Linked DNA regions of Zea mays: region 2 is linked to region 1. Evidence: chromatin contacts called from public Hi-C data. All regions are on one chromosome and are shown on one strand. Each heading gives the region's core, a stretch centred on a gene start, on an enhancer-like site or on the middle of the called end of the contact. The rest is flanking DNA. Distances are from core to core; before and after follow the strand shown.

Evidence for each region. Hi-C and Micro-C count contacts between places; a contact is called where the count stands out from the background.
Region 2: a Hi-C map of endosperm shows a contact between it and region 1, with 2.7 times the contacts expected there. The contact joins the promoter of LOC100281517 here to the promoter of LOC100285576 in region 1. A contact is called at or near these places in 6 of 25 Hi-C or Micro-C datasets (bundle sheath, ear, endosperm and 2 more).

Annotation. Positions count from the first base shown.
Region 1 is chr3:20,633,028-20,638,215 of Zm-B73-REFERENCE-NAM-5.0, reverse strand. It overlaps LOC100285576 (16.9 kDa class I heat shock protein 2), which reads left to right and starts at 1,350. Exons shown (of 1, transcript NM_001158467.2): 1 at 1,350-2,304. The coding sequence starts at 1,451. The coding sequence ends at 1,951.
Region 2 is chr3:20,785,545-20,791,505 of Zm-B73-REFERENCE-NAM-5.0, reverse strand. It overlaps LOC100281517, which reads right to left and starts at 2,394. Exons shown (of 4, transcript NM_001368022.1): 1 at 2,132-2,394; 2 at 1,405-1,974; 3 at 286-1,211; 4 at 1-196. The coding sequence starts at 2,353. The coding sequence ends at 10.

The DNA.
Region 1 (5,188 bases), core at 101-2,600:
AGTGCCGGACGCAGAACCAAAGTCTAGATGGGGCCAATCCACAATGGAGAAATCACAAAAAATACTAAACTATAACTGATTTTTTGGTAATAGCATTAAAATTAGGTTGTAATATCATAACTATTATAAAATAATGTGGATATCGAAAATCCTTTTAGCAACACCAAATCATCGATAGGAAATCCAATCTACAATTAGAAGAAAAAAAAGGTATTATGTAAGCATCAATGTAAGTAAAAGAACAAAACTATATAGAAAAACATCGAAAACACCATTAAAACGGCAATCTTGTGGTTGTGGCAGTTTGCACTCTAGTGCGAGGCCGTGGCCGAGTGGAGGCGGGCCAGCCATGACGGGCTATCGGCTAGACGATAGGCTGACGGCAATGGCAGGCGAGCCGCAAGCTAGAGACGGTGTCCTGACGGCGCTCGGTCGATATCGGTCGTGGCCTCAATAGTAGTTAGATCCAGCAGCTTACTCATTTTTCATACCTATATTTAAACTCCACTCTACGAATAATACAGTCTACACCGTGTAAAACAACATAAAATAGTGTTTTAGACGATCATGTGTTCATGTGGCTGAACCGACGGACACGGTAGCTCGATGTTCTACAACCATGTATCTTGTTAGAAAAAAAAGGCAAACGCTACTGCACACAACAGTTGCAGGCAGTGATTCATCACTCTTACGTACTAGAGGAGACGAGAGGGAGGGGCGCACGTGTCGCTGCGCGCGCGTGAGATGACACCGGTCGGGCCGCCGGGGAAGGAGTGTGAACGGGTCGCCGTCGGCCCGGCGGCCTTCACTGCCGGACAAGGACGCCGCAGCGAGCACTGTCTGGCGCGCCACACAGTACGGCTGCGGGGGCACCAACAAGACAACCGCCCAGGGACCAGCCATGTGTACGGCCCGGGCCACGTCGACGACGAGTCGGTTGCACGTCCCAAAGCGTCGCGGCAAAAACCGTACAGCGATCGCACGTAGGGTGTGGAGCCGGGTGGCCTTCGTTCACACGGCTGACGCGAACGTGTCATTAAGCCCGCCGATGGCGAGCCAGCGGCGGATCGCACCCGTCGGTGCCCGATCGATCGGATGGGAGGACGGCGACGTGGGCAGGGCAGCTAACCGCCGGGCTCCTCTCTCCATCAGATCACGCATCAGTCCGCGACAAGCAAATTTACCAAATCGGCCCCGTTCACACCACTATAGTACAGCCGTGCACCCGACGGGACGGGTCCGTGGATGGAGGGCGCCTAGCCGCCGATCGAGAGCACCCATAAATAGCCGTGCCAGGACATCAGCCGAGCAGCAGCAGCAGCTCCAACAAGACACACCAAAACACCTAGCTAGCTTACCGCACCTGCTGCTTGGGGCTGCCAAGTAAGTAGTAAGCTAGAGAAGCAAAGCAAAGCAAAGCTCCGATCCAATCCAATCCATCGCAAGGATTATGTCTCTGGTAAGGCTCCTGGACACGCTGGCCCTGGACTCGTGGGTGCGGAACCCCTTCACCATCTTCGGCACGGCGGTGGCCGCCGACGCGTGGCTGGCCAGCGACACGTCGGCGTTCGCCAACACGCACATCGAGAGCCGGGACACGGCGGCCGCCTACGTGTTCAGCGCCGCGCTCCCGCCGGGCGTCAAGAAGGAGGAGGTCACGGTGGAGCTGGACGAGGGCAACGTGCTGGTCATCGCCGGCGAGCGCAGCGTGTGCCGCCAGGAGCGCAGCGACGGCTGCCACCACATCGAGCGCAGCCGCGCCACCTTCCTCGCCAGGTTCCACCTGCCCGAGGACGCCGCCGTCGACGGCGTCAGGGCCGCCTTGGACGCCGGCAGGCTCACCGTCACCGTGCCCAAGGTCGGGGCCGCCGCCGCCGCCATCGTGCCCGAGAAGCCCGCCGCCGACGCGCCGGCGCTGGCGCCCGTGCCCGTCGAGGCCGGCCCCTGCTGAGCTTCTGACGATGCCGACGCCGACGCCGACCGAGACGGCCGGCCGGCTCCCTGTTCCTCCACGTACACGCCCCCCCGCCGGTGAACGGATAGTAGCGTCCCACGTCGTCGTGCGACTGTGAGGTTGTCGCTCGCTCGCCCGTGCTGTCTCAAAGTTTGTTTCCGTGGTTTGGTCCTGGCTTTGCGTACTACGTGATGGATTCAGCTGCCTGTACTGTACTGCGTGCATGCATGTAACCATGAAAACAAAAGGGTGGTATTCCTGCATTGCACGGCTGCAACGTGTAATTCCGTCTTTAATCAATGTTTTTTCTGTGCTTAGTAAATGAAAAGGCAACCTAAGCTGGAATCCTATATACTTTTACTACTACTTCCGTCGTCGTCATCACTAGTGCTGGGAATCTGGGCCGGGCTTTTCGGGCTAGCACGAGTACGGCCTAAAAATAAGAGCCCAAAGCACGGCCCGACACGAAATAATATGGGCCGGGCTTGCACAGCCCGAAGACGGGCCTGGGCCAGGCCTCAAATTCCGACCCGTCGGGCCCCCGACACGGCCCGCATAGATGAGCCGGACTTGGGCCGGCACGGCCCAATTAAGCCCAATCTGTTTAATTTCTTTAATTTAGTAAGATATCGACTTTATATTGTTGTTATATTTAGAGTTTATGTGGTTAAATGATGCTAGAGTTGTTTAATATCTTTAATTTAGTAAGCTATGAACTTTATATGGTTATAATATTTTGATTTTATATGGTCAAATATACGGGCCGACACGGCCCAACGAAGACACGATATGGTTTAGGGCCGGGCTGGACCACTGTTTTTACACTTCGGGCTGGCACGGCACGGCCCAAAAAATGTTTGGGCTTCCCTGGCCCGAACCCGTTTGGCACGATGGGCTTGGGCCGGACTGGCCCGGCCCGGCCCAATTCCCAGCACTAGTCATCACCTTCTTCTCGTGAAATTTCTGTCTACTCATTTTCTTTGTGGGTTCTGACAAATGACTGCAACGTTTACTTGCCAGTGGTTTCTTCGTCACGAAAAGTTTAATTAGCATATTTCCCCGCAGATAATCTAGAAATAAATGACGATTATTCATTTAGTGAGTGGGGATTTTGCACCGCAGCTATGTGCATAGAATTTGTTTATTGATATTGGTGGCGGTTTAATTGGTGTTTTTTAAAGAGGTCTGGTCCCAAGGTCGAGTGATAGACGCATGACGAGAATTTATAAGGGCCCATGAAACGTGATAAAATCAAATAGGCCCATAAAAAACTAGTGTAGCGTAGATTTTAAGTTTTATATTAATATACAATACAAGTTTAAAGAAAAATACTATATGAACAAAAGAAGCAAATATACCGTTAAGTTCTTGCTGATCAAATCTAAAATCGTGCATACCTTCGAATGTCGATCTCCATAAAGAGTGGGGTTCACTTCAGGAAAGGAAGTCAGGAAATATCTCTAGATGAGAGCTAGGGTTCCTTAGTTCGCCAAGCTCGTAAACCGCCAAGAATGGGTTGCATCATCACCACGAGTAAGATTGGGCCTGTCGAGCAGGCCACCTGGCATGCTGATGACGATGAGCAGGGCGAGGGCACTGGGAAAGGGTGGGTAGGGATGAATGAAATACTCGTGTCTCGTCGACTCGTTCGTTTCATGGCTGAGATCAGCTCGGATCGGTTTATTTGAATTGTTTCACGAGCTCAGTATACGTTCTAGTTCGGTTTATTAACAAGCTATCTCGACTTATTAACAAGCCAGCTTGCAAGCTTAACGAGCTATCATATTTTAGCAGAGATTATATACATTTACGTATGAATTGGTGAACATGTTATATATATGTAGTGTCTATGGCCTATGGATTAAACTAGTAATTGATAAATTGTGCTTATTTGTTAAATTGGTCTGTGCGACTGTGAATATGGGCTTAACTGATAAACATGTGTGTGAATTGTGGATTTATGATATAATGATGAGTGATGAGTTGTGTTAATTTAGTGTTGTATTGATGCAGTTTATGAAACTATGAGTGTAATTACTATTGTTTATTGTTAAATTGGTTTACAATCAACAAAAAAATAATCTTTATATAGTTTTTTCTATGACTCGCGATCTAAATTAGCTAGCTTAAACCTATAAACAAACTAAACCACAATGATTTTGTGGCTCGTTAGTTTAAGGAGTCAAGCCGTGCTGAGTGACTCTAGCTGGTGACTGGTGGGGCTCTAGCGGTGATGAGCGACAGAGCGAGGCTCCAGCAGGGCATCGACACGACAAGTGTGCGGTGTTGGAGGAGCTAGATCGTAAGTTCGGGATGGAGGGGCAGGGCAGGGCAGGGGGCGGACGATTTGATTCGAGGAGAGAGGCCGGCTGGCAGTCAGGGGAAGAAGATGAGATACGAATAAAACATGAACTAGTATCTATGTTTTGGGGCACCTATCAGCTACGTATAGTAGAGTGGATCTATTAGGTTTGTTATCATGAATATAATTTTTGCGTCCATAAATGGATATCCGTTAGGTTCAGGCTTCTGCCTACGCACGCCTGCCCGCGGGTACACTACACACCGATCGGAGACCAATATTCGGGCCTATTGGATTTGCTCCGTCGGTATTTTGTTTGTGTTGCCATATCCAGCGAGTTTCCATACAAAAGTATGATTATTTGCGTCTCTGCTTTGTAAAAATAAAATTAGGACTGTTTATTTTTTAAGACTAATTTTTAGTCTATTTTTGTTATTTTATTTTAGTCTGAAAATACAAAAACTAAAATAGAGTTTTAATTTCTATACTAGGTTTGTGCCCGTGCGTTGCCACGGGAGTAAAAAAATTAGTATGAAACAACATAGATACGGAACGATAAATATTACTATAATATGCAAAATGTGTGACAAAATATTACCATATACTAATACTAGGAGAGTGCCCGTGCGTTGCAACGGGATCGTATAAAACCACGATAAACTATGTACAAATGTGTGTTATACTTTTATAGGTCAGTACCCGTGCGTTGCAACTAGAGATGGCAACGGGTACAAACCCGCTGGGTTTTGCTGTCCCAAACCCGTACCCGTGAAAAATATCTATGCCCATTAAAAAACCCATACCCATGACGGGTTTGAGATTTTGCCCAAACCCGTACCCATCGGGTTAGCGGGTACCCGTGGGTTACCCGTGGGTTTCATCTCAAATATACTTGTTCTTCTCATAATCAATAAGTATCGTAATGATTAATG
Region 2 (5,961 bases), core at 1,145-3,644, 150 kb before region 1:
AAGTGATCGTCAAAGGTTCATGTCCAGCACGAGAGGGGTGTCCCCTTTCTCCACGGAGAACGTCTTGTGCACCTTCCCCGTCGCCGTCGCGAGCTGCACGATGTACGTGCCGTGGTACCCCCTGAATTTGAAGTGTCCAGCGCTGTCGATCTGCCCGCGCGCGTGCGATGTCCACTCCCTCCGGAGATCGACGAATCTGCATTATACTATCGGGGCTGAGATCGATCGATCGATCGATCGATCGTTTTTCAGCGGCTATAATAAATTAGTTTAGGGACTACTGACCTCTCGCCGGCGTCGTTGACGTTGCCGTCGGCGTCGATGAGGCACGCGTCCTGGCGCCACATGTGGCCCTGCATGCAGCCCCAGAAGATGACGCCCTCGACGGCCGGGTGCGCGTACGCCTCCCGGAGCACCACCTCGAGGTCCTCGGCGCGGAGGTCGACGTCGGACTCGCTCACATCCAGCTCCGTGAGCCAGACGGGCAGGTCGGTGGTGGCGAGCTTGTCGAGCGCGTCGCAGATGATCTCGCCGACGGGGTTGGTGACGTGGCCCTGCAGGCCGATGCCGCCCACCGCCGCGCCCTTCTGCTGCAGCGCGCTGATCTGCTCGATGTACTTCTCCGGGGTGGCGTTGGGGTCGCTGCCGCCCTCGACGTTGTAGTCGTTGACGAAGAGCGTGGCGCCCGGGTCCAGCCGCGCGGCCTCGCGGAACATGAAGGCGTTGATGTCGTCGCCCAGGCGGTCCTGGTAGTAGCTGCCGTGCAGCATCTCGTTGTTGACGTCGTAGTGCGGGAACCTGCCGGCGTAGCGGGTGAGCAGGCTCTGCAGGCGGGCCCGCACGGCCGACGCGAGCTGGTCGTCGTCCAGGTTCTTGACCCACTGCTGCACGGTGTTGGCGACGGCCCAGAAGATGCAGTGGCCGCGCACGGGCTTGCCGTAGCGGTCGCAGAAGTCGAGCAGCGCGTCCGAGTCGCTGTAGTTGAGCTGCCCCTGCTGCGCCTCCGTGTGGTACCACTTGAGCTCGTTCTCGAACACGGCCCAGTCGAAGTGCTTGGCGAAGAAGTCCACGAAGCCCGGGTTCTGGATCACGTTGGTGTTGATGCAGGTGCCGAACGGGAAGCTGCTGTCCATCTGCATCACGCGGATGGACGCGCCCGAGATGCCCGACGCCGCGCTGCCGAAGTTGAGGACCACGTCCCGCTTGCGCACCTGGTGTTTATTTGCAGCAAATCAGAGCACCATCCAATCAAATGCAATCCAATCAAGTGCGTGCATAGACTAGTGCAAGTGATCGAGCGCGAGTGTCGTTCTCGCGGCGAGCAAGCCATCACTCAGCTCACCAACCAGGCGTAAAAGTCCGATCCGATCCGATCCCCTGAGCGGCGCTCACGTCACGACTCACCTTGTCAGTCTTCTTCCTGAGCTTCCTGAACCGCGCCCTGCGGTCGGTGGCAAAGACCTGGAGATCCATGACCTTGACGTCGACGCCCGCGGGCGCGCCGTGCACGTACACCTCCGCGTCGCGCGGGCTCTCCTTGAGTCGGAACGCGCCCTTGATCTCGGTCCACCTGCCGGGCTCGGCGCAGACGACGGCGCCTCCATCGACGACGACGCAGCCGCCGTCCACGCGGAGGCTGACGCGCACCGCGTGGCGGGCCCCCTCGTCCCCGTCCCCGTCCCCGAGGCCGACCCACCCGGCGACGCGGTACGTGACCCGGGGCCGGAGCGCGGCCCGCTTCAGCGCCCGGCGCAGGCCGTCGGCCTCGCCGGCGCGGCCCGACGCCAGGACGTACCGGCCGCTGGGCCTGTAGCCGTCCGCCACGTCGTTGATCGTCTCGGTCGGGACCTTGGCCGGCTCCTCGTCGCGCGCGGACAGCGCCGTGCACGGGCCCACCGCCGCCCAGCCGGCCACCAGGCCGTCGTCCTCCGGCGCGCCGCTCTCGAGGAGGTTCACGCCGAACACCACCACCTCCTGGACGGCAGCGAATTAGTCGTTGGCGGCGCAATGCAATACGAATGTGATGAGTGAGCTAGTGAGGCAGTTGCGTTGGCGCGGTAGTAGAAATGCATGGCGACGTGTGCTTGCTGCTAAGCTGCCGACGAGCATTGTACGTCGCACACGTACGTACCTGGGTGCAGGCCATCGTTGGTACCCGGCCGGCCGGCGGATGAGACCAATGCAAGGATCGGAGCAGGGGTGATCGCTGGGAGGTTGGTTGGATGGAGAAACTTGCTTGCTGTCGACTGGCTAGGATCGCGGCGGGAGATCTTATAAAGAGCCGATCGGTCGTTCGTTCGTCAAAACCACCACGAAAATTGTCGTAAAGCGCACCGAACGAACGCCACTCCATAGCGTCGTGCGAACTCGAAGCAACCACCACGGACGGGAATGTCTTTTCTCTTTCTGTGTGTGGCCGTCTCTGTGCTCCAGCTTTTGAGTGACAGTAAAGGATGCGCAAGATCCGGCCGGCCATGTCTGTCCGGCTCGGAGCGCATCATGAGCTCATGAGGCTGCCATGTGGAGCCGGGGGCGGCACGGTATGTCAGCGTTAGGGTCTCTTTGGCACGGCTCTTTGGACGACTTCGGTTCGGGCTCATCGTAAATCTCTATCAAATGGTCACAAAATAAAACAGTTTCTCGTCGAGAGAGCCCCGAGAAGCTAGAGCTGTTTTTTAGAGCCAAAGCACAAAAAACGTGATTTCTATCGGCTCTTTCATTTCTCTAATACATGATTCGATATAAACACAACAGAGACTTTTGCCAAATGAATTGTAAAACAACTCGCAGCGCCGGAACTGTTTTCAGAGTAACCGGAGCTGCTATGCCAAAAGGAGCCTTAGTATTTGTTGATTAGCTGCGGTGCTCGCTGTAGTAAGCATTAGTATTTTCTTTTTTATGTTCGAGTGGAGTAAGCACCATTCCAGTACTCCAACTCCAAAGGATCCGTGCTTTTCTTGGCTTCGGGAGGAGACAAACGGAAGGATTGGTTGGGGTATACGTTTGTTTAGTCGCTGCTGTTAGTGGTATATCGTACTGTAGCTAGCACGCTTTGGGAATCGCAACCAAGGACACTCCATACCTTTTTCTCTTGTCATCAATCTTAAACTGCCGACTTCACAGCCACATATGCACATGTATTTGGGGATAGGCTAGATTCGGACATTAGGTCAGCAAAGACCAAAATACCATTTTTTATATTCCTTTATAATTGAGAGAGAAGAAAAAAAAAAGAAGCCCACTCAATATATGCTCAGGCTTCTGATGATGCGTTTGGTCTCTTAAGGTTTGTTAGCACACTCGTCGTAACTTGTATATAGGACTGGAAAGTAAGCTCGAGGCTCATGAGCCGGCTCGAGTTCGGAGCGGCTCGCGAGCCGAGCCCCTTCTTTGAGTCCGTTTTTGCAGCGAGCCCAGCCAATCTGACTCGTGAACCTTACAAAATGATTAATTTATAGAATAATAATAAATATTAGATAATTTTATGGATAATAGCTCATTTTTAGTCTTTGATAATAAATATATTACAATTTATAATTTAAATTACTCATAATGTTGAATTATGATTCTATATTTCAAATTTAAATAATGTTAATTCACTAAATAATACAGTAATAAGTACCAGAAATATGGCTCACGAGCCAAGGTCGAGCCGAGCTCGTTCATGTATCGAGCCTAGCAGCGGCTCGTTTCCGGACCTACTAGTACGTGTTAAAAGAGTAACAACCTCAGGCTCGATCGGCGTAGAAACGACGCGCATATCATGCAATGTGTGCTGCCTCGGTCTACCAAGAAAAGAAACAATGCAGCGAACAGCCGTACGTTGAGCGCCAACATTGTTGAACTTGATTTGCTGGCGCCGAAGAACGTCAGAGTGCGACGTGTCCAACCTGCAGCCGCCCTAGTGCTGGGAATCGGGCCACGCCAGACCGGGCCAGCCCGGCACAAGCCTATCATTCTTCGTGACAAACAGGTTCAAGCCAGAAAAAAACAAAAAAAACTTTTAGATTGTGCCGTGCTAGCACCAAATATAAAAACAGTGGTCCAATCCGACTCTAAACCACGCTGTATCTTTATTGGATCGTGTCGGTCCAAGTGCAACCCATATACTTCCTCCGGTGCAGTAAAAGAAGTCATCCTGCGCGTGACCGAGCGTGCACAAAAAGAAGTCATAGCGCGCGTGGGTCTGGGAAGAGGAATCGAACTTGAGACCTCCAGTCTAGAATGCCTTGGAGCTGTTGCAGCAACCAATCAAGCCTGATTGTTTTAGTGACATTAATGCACCCATATCCCTATTTAATAGGGGCAAACAGGGAAAACTCTACGATAATTAATCACTCCTTGGTATGCACAATCATGTCCTAAACGACTACCTTTACTGCACTGGAGGGAGTATATTTGACCACATAAAATCAAAATATTACAACCACATAAAGTCTAAAACTTACTAAACTAAAAATATTAAATAATCATATCATTATTTGACCACATAAACTCTAAATAGCACAACAATATAAAAGTCGATATCTTACTAAATTAAATAAATTAAACAACTTAAGCTCCATTGGGCCGTGCCGACCCAAGCTTGATCCGTCCGTGCGAGCTATGTTGGGGCTCGATGGGCCGGAATTTGAGACCCAGCCCAGGCCCGCAAGACCCAGCCTAGGCCCCGTCGACCGTCGTCGTGCAGGTGGAATGTGGGCGGCTTAGTGCTGGTAATATGGGTCTGTCTTTCGTGACGGATCATACTTTAAGCTCTTATTTTCGGGTCGTGTTCGTGTTCGTGCTGATCTAAAAAGACAGACCCGTATTACCAGCACTAAGCCGCCCACGTTCCACCTGCACTACGACGGTCGACGGGGCGTGGGACGGAAAAAAAATGGAGGGAGCTAGAGGAGGTCTAGGCCTAGGCGCAGCAGGGGGAAGGGCCGGAGGGGAAGTCGAAATACCAAGCTTCAAGGCACGAGCACCGGCTAAAAAGCAGCGAGGTCGGTCGAATGACAGACATATCGTGTTGTTTACAACATACTATATGTGATGTAGCTAGCTAGGAGAACCACCACCGGCCCAGCTGCTAGCAGCAGCAAATGCTGTGTGTCTGTGTGTGGACATGGATTGTTCTCGAATCTTGGTGGCATGGCATCATCTTCTCGATCGATCGGTATGATCCCGGTAGTCGATGTCACTTCAGTACGCAAAAATGGCGCTGCTGCGCGTGCATGCATGGAAAAAACTCAGCCCATATGCTTCACGGCCCAAGCAAGCAAAGTTGTTGTTGTTGTTCCTTAATATGTGTGTATATATATATATATATATATATATATATATATATATATATATATATATATATATATATATATATATATATATATATATATATATATATATATATATATATATATATATATATATATATATATATATATATATATATATATATATATAGGGCGTTGGTAATGGAAGCCCTGGGCTTCATATAGGTGCGCGGAGCCCCAGCCAGACGAGCCGAACATGGTCGAACCGAATGGATCGATCCAGGCGGCCCGTTTTAATGCACTACAGTTATGCAAGTATAATAGCTTGTACAAATATGCGTAAACCAACGTGGGCCACGTGTTCGTACGTGGATCGGTGACGTGTAACCCGTAAAAGGGGGAAGCGCATTTAAACAGACAGTTACGACACCGTAAATGTATTCATAACATTGCATAGATGACTGTTACTCCCCCGATCAGAGCGCCCACGATCAGCGCGGCCACGATCCTAAAATTAAGCGGGTGATGGATATGCGCCGTGAAATATGCGTCCACGATATTGGATATACGCTTGGTACAGGGAAAAAAATCATAATCTTCCAGAAAAGTGGAGAGTACGCATCATTTGATAGTCCGCTGCTGGGTGAAGGGCGATTTTGATCTGGAAGATGGCGGCGCCATGGGGAAACAAGACCATAAGTGAGTA